Regions from separate parts of the Monodelphis domestica genome. Here region 1 is linked to region 2. Evidence: chromatin contacts called from public Hi-C data. All regions are on one chromosome and are shown on one strand. Each heading gives the region's core, a stretch centred on a gene start, on an enhancer-like site or on the middle of the called end of the contact. The rest is flanking DNA. Distances are from core to core; before and after follow the strand shown. Region 1 holds the start of GATAD2A (GATA zinc finger domain containing 2A). Region 2 holds the start of TSSK6 (testis specific serine kinase 6).

Evidence for each region. A called contact is a pair of places that touch in the nucleus more often than the background predicts.
Region 1: a contact with region 2 is called in a Hi-C map of limb, with 4 times the contacts expected there. The contact joins the promoter of GATAD2A here to the promoter of TSSK6 in region 2. A contact is called at or near these places in 2 of 2 Hi-C or Micro-C datasets (limb and spleen and liver).

Annotation. Positions count from the first base shown.
Region 1 is chr3:86,029,759-86,032,458 of mMonDom1.pri, reverse strand. It overlaps GATAD2A (GATA zinc finger domain containing 2A), which reads left to right and starts at 1,341. Exons shown (of 13, transcript XM_016432182.2): 1 at 1,341-1,473. The region is part of intron 1 of LOC103093554 (a long non-coding RNA gene); the gene reads right to left.
Region 2 is chr3:85,765,944-85,768,643 of mMonDom1.pri, reverse strand. TSSK6 (testis specific serine kinase 6) reads right to left here and starts at 1,383. Exons shown (of 1, transcript XM_003340736.4): 1 at 79-1,383. The coding sequence starts at 1,383. The coding sequence ends at 565. NDUFA13 (NADH:ubiquinone oxidoreductase subunit A13) reads left to right here. Exons shown (of 6, transcript XM_056822368.1): 2 at 2,365-2,493. The coding sequence starts at 2,400.

The DNA of each region.
Region 1 (2,700 bases), core at 92-2,591, 260 kb before region 2:
TTTCTACAATTCCAAGGTTATTTCTCACAAAGGGGTCATCTCTGAAAGCAAGAAAAAAAAATTCCTGCTTCACTGGGGTTAAGTGACTTGCCCAAAGTCACACAGCTAGGAAGTGAGGCCCCATTTTGAACCTAGGACCTCCCTTCTCCAGGTCTGGCTCTCTATCCACTGAGCCATCTAGTTGCCCCTTCACTTAGACCTGACCCCAAAGCCTCTCACAATAAGTGTTCCTCAGACTGGTTTCCCCCAATCGACCAGAACAAACAAAAATCCTATGCCAATTTAGTATACCAAAGACTATGCTGGACACAGAAAGAGATACAAAGTTTGGATAAACCACTGTGGAATAGGAACATTGTATTAGGAGCTGGAGAGGATTTTGGAGATCATCTGATCCAGCCTCCTCAATTTACAGAAGAAACTGAGGACCACCCCCTTTCCCTCAGGGAGAACTACTAGCCTAAGGTCAGCTGCTAGTAAGTAGCATTGTGAGATAAGACACCAAGACACGAAATTGAGGATCACCCATCTTCTTAACTGGGGCTATTTTTTTTTCCTGCAACTTTTAGAATTGCTCCTCCACTTTCTTATTGGGGGGGGGGGGGGATTTGATACGATAAGGAAAGAGGAGGGAGAACAGAAGTTTTAAAGGACAGCGGCAAGGGGAAGGGATAATACCCATAAACGTCGGTATCGGTAGAAATGAGCCTGGAGGAGGGTAATGGAGAATGGGGGGCGGCGTGCCACCATTGGTCAAGACTAGGGGGTCAGTTAAGCAGAAATGATGGTCTGGGGAGGAGGTATTGAGGATGAGCTCTTAAGTCCAGGGAGAACAAGACGCTGGGCTGAGCAGAGGGTGGGAAAAGATGAGGCTCAGGGTCCTGTGCGACAAAACTCTGGGCTGCGGTAGATGAGCTCGCCCCGGGGGTCGGTGAGGTGTCTCGGGATCCCTTAGGCCTTGGACTGAGGAGAGGCCAAGCCTCCTGGCTTTCACTGTCGCCCTCTCCAACCCCGGCTGCCTGGGCTCGGCCCAGCCGGCGCCAACCGCCACCCCGCGCGCGCGCGCCCCGCCCCCCCGTCACTGCCCGCCCCTCCCCCCACACCCACCCGCGCGGCTCCCAGTCCACACCGCTCTCGCCTCCTCCGGGTGCATTGTGGGTGGGGCGCCCCTGCTGAGCACTGTAGGGAACCCCCTTTGCCCCGGCCGACCGGCCGCCCTCAAGGGTCGAAGGGAGCTCGGTCTCGGCAATTGACGCTATACTCTTGGCTCCGCCCCTTCGGCGACCGAAATCTCGTATTCGTACAGCCCCGACTGGGTAGGCATCCCCTTCTGATCAACGATTGGCTCGGTTGCCCGCCCGTCACACGTCGGGGTTGCCGGCTCTCGCCCCTTGGGCCTTCATGGCCGCTGGCGCGATCAGTCGGGCCAGTCGGGCTCGCTTCTCATTGGCCACTGAGTACTGTCGATCTTGGGTAGGTTCTGCACCCTTTGGGCGTAGGTCCCATCAATTGGGCAAGCACCTCACTCTCATTGGGTGCTTGCCTTGCCATTCAGGGAGACGTACCGAAACCCGGAAGTGTGGGAGGTGAAATCTGCCTAGCAACCGGGGAAGCCGGGCTGGGAAGCGGGTAATTTCAGTCTGAGGAGAAACCCGGAGTCCCGCGGAGGTGCCGCCACCTTCAACCCCCCCTCCCCCCGCCTTCTGCCCCTCGCCTCTACAGCTCTGTCTCTAGTCGGGGACGTCCCCCCACTGAGGACAGTCACCTTCATCTCGCTCCTTCGCAACCCCCCCCCCCGCCCTGTCCCTCAGCACCCCACAGCCCCACTGTCCGGAGCGCGCGCCCCCGCCGCGGGAGGGGGAGAGTGGTGGACGACACGGGGACGGCAGCGGCGGCGCGCAGCGCGTGGCGTCCCCGAAGCGCGCCCCCGACTACAGCCCCACACACCCCGCACGACACACGCTCGGTCCGTCGCCGCTGCCGCCACCTGAAGGAGCCGCTGGGACCGTCCCGCCCTCCCGGGCGTCCGCCCCAGGCCGCTGCTGCCCTCCGGAGCCGCGCAGGAGGCTCCGAGACAACTTTGGCTGGCCGGTGAGTGACTTGGCTCGGTCGTCCGTGGGGGGCCCGGGCGGAATTCCCTCGCTCTGAGTCTCCTGCCCGTTCCGGTCGCCCTGAGGGGCTGCGCTCGGGCCGGGCTGGGCCAAGGGGCGGGGGGGAGGGGATGGCTCGGGTCAGGAAGGGACTAGAGGCCTCTTATTCCACCCCCCCCGCGCCCCGAGAACGTGCCTAGACTCGCCCTCTCCCCTCCCCCCTCCTGGCCGTGCCCCCCACGCCCTGTCCCCCGGGGCGCCGGGCCGGTCGGGCGGGGCGGGGCTGGGCGGGCCCTCGTCCCTCCCCTCTCCTCCCTGCGGAGGGGGAGGGGGAGCCCGTAGGGCTGTGGGGGCTGCGGGGCAGGTGCGCGGGGGCGGGGATGGGGATGGGTTAGAAGGCGGCCCCCTCCTTTGGGGCTTGAGCTACCCCTACCCTTACTTAGTCTTCCGTTCCCTTTCTCCTGAGGCGTCGGCTGCCTGCCCGTTGCCAGCCTCCTGGCCCCAGGAGTTCCAGCTTCTCAGGCCGGGGGCGCCGCGACAACTTTTGTTTTCTCTACCGGACTCCGAAGCTATTTCCAGGATGGAGTTTAAAAACCCTTCTGGAAAGGCA
Region 2 (2,700 bases), core at 134-2,633:
GGCAAAAATCTGTCCCGCCTCTCTAGAATTTGTTCCCGCCCCCTTTCCCCCCCTTCCAGACCAGTCTAGATTCTGGAGTTGCTAGCAAGAGAGCGAGTTTATTGTCGGGTCCAGCAGGGTGGAGGGAGGGCCAGCGCCGATCTCGGCCAACAGGGGGCGCCTCGAGGTCTTAGGCTTCTCCCTCCTGCCAGGCGTAGTGATGGCACTCCACTTCCTCCGGGCTTCCTGCGCGGCCGGACCCCATTTTTTTTCCCTCGCTCTATCCCTAGCATCTTGGTCATGCCCCTTTCTATTCCCACCCCTCGCCCACCACCCCAACTACCTCCGGGTCCCGCGAAGGGGAGGGGCGGCGGCCTGTCGCACGCCCCTCGACTAGGAGGGCGGGAGAGAAAGGATAAAAGGGGTGGAGGGGATGAGGTCAGAAGGGCTTCCTGCTCCTCTCCCCTGGGCGCCGTGCGCCCTCGTGCCGCTCCCCCTACGCGGGGTCGGGGGTGAGGGTCAGTAGCCTGGGAAGAGGGAAGGCGGAGGAGATTGGGAGGGGGGGGGGCGCCTGCGAGGTGGGCGCTAGCAAGCCTCGCCGCGCAGCCAGCTGTTGCGGGCGACCTGACCAGCGGAGGGTCGCGCGGACGGGCTGAACTGCAGCAGCTCTGCGATGAGCGCTTTGCAGCGCTCGGCCAGCTCGAGGCCGTCGGGGTAGAGGACGCCGCGCTTCTGGCGGCGGGGCAGGCCCGCGATGTCCGAGTCGTCGAAGGGCATGCAGCCGGTGACCATGACGTAGAGCACGACGCCCAGGCTCCAAACGTCGTACTTCTTGGGGTCGTAGGGGATGCCCAGGAGCACCTCGGGAGACGCGTAGGCGGCAGAGCCGCAGTAGGTGGTGCTGAGATCCGGGTAGCCGTGCGCCTGGCGGCCAAAGCCAAAGTCCGTGAGCTTGATGCGCCGCTCGTCGGGGCTCAGCAGCACGTTCTCGCATTTGAGGTCGCGGTGCACCAGGTGGTGGTCATGCAGGTAGCGCACAGCGCCCACAATTTGACCAAAAAGCTCGCGCGCTTGGGCGCATGGGATGTGCCCACTGCGCTGCACCACCTGCAGTAGGTCGGTGCCAGCAGCCTCCATGACGATGTACAGCTTCCCGTTGCACACTTCGATGAACTCGAAGACGTGCACGATGTGCGGGTGGCGGATGCCGCGCAGGATGGAGAGCTCCCGGGGCAGGAACTTGTTGACAAAGTCCGGGGGGGCCCGCCGCCGGTCCACCACCTTGATGGCCACCGTGCCCTTGTACTTCTTGGAGGTGGCCACCTTAACCTTGGAGTAGCTCCCCTCCCCGATGGTGCGGCCCAGCTTGTAGCCCAGCTCATTCAAGAGTTTGTCTCCAGACATGATGGACGGGGCGAGAGCGTCGGGAGGGTTTTCCGAATTTCGAATTGGGGCTTAACCCATGGCGCTTGGCACCCACAGACCTTGACCCCCATGTGCCCACTCCTGCCCCGGGGCCCCCCACCGCCCTTTATCGCCCAGGTAACAATTTCCTCCTTGTGAAGTGACTGGGGGCGTCACGGGCCGCAGCGAGGCTACCGCATGTTTCCTGGCCCTGAACGCCAGGGTCCGGTTTGTGACGTGGGCGGAGGGGGCGCACCTGAAGAGATAGAGATGCTGCTGGGTTAGAAGGTGGCAAGACGCCCAGACCTGGGAGCGTGGTAGGACGTAAGCGAAGTTGGGTTCCACTGATAATTGGAGCTCCGAGGCGGGTAGGAACTATCTCATCCCTCTTCTGCGCTACTCGTCCCCCTAGGTAGAGTAACTCTGAGACTGCACTCCCCCCTGGTGGCCTCAGTTGGTACAATGCAAGCGATGGGTCGGGAGAGGTTGGACCGTGAGCCAGTTTAGAACTGGAGGGGCACCTTAGCAAGACTAGCTGGATAATACAATCCGTTGTTTCACTGTTCAGAGGAAACTAAAGAGAAATAAAATTTGTCCAGTGGGGGTCAAGGTCAACGAAGAAGCCGGTTTGGAACTGGGACTGGAACACTTGTACTCTTAACACCTAGGCTCCTCTTGGGCATCCCCAATAGCCTTTAACCTAGTTAACAGAACTTCTTTCAAATCAGATAAAAGTTTGCAAACTTTAAAAAGCTACCTAACTGCCAGATATTACTATTAATATTAGCCGGGCTTTCCCTTTCGAAGGCGCAGGAGGGGTCTAGTCTTGGCTCCACCTTTTCCACACCTAAATGGAGCGTCTGCCCCTTTAAGAACTGCTTGTCGCATTAGGTTCCGCCACTCTTTAGATGGCGGAGCGTGCTCACCACCTCCTACCCCACTCCACCCCATCCGACGCCATTTCTGGATTCTTCCGTCTAGGAGCTCTGCTGCCGGAAGTGCTTTGAGTCGGCAAGATGGCTGCGTCCAAGGTGAAACAGGACATGCCCCCACCTGGGGGCTACGGCCCTATCGATTACAAGCGGAACCTTCCCCGCCGGGGAATGTCGGGTCAGTGCTTTGTTGGGGGAGGCGGGGAGCAGTGGATCTCTTCCCCGCCTTCTCCTGGAGACTTCGCCCCGCTCTATAGTATCTGCTCGAGGGTTCTTGTCACATAGCGGATTAACCATGGCGGCTAAGTGGGCTCCAGGCTTGGGGAGGAGGAAGGCTACCAGAGATCTGGACATCCGGGTGTCGAGGATTTCTAGTTCATTGCTT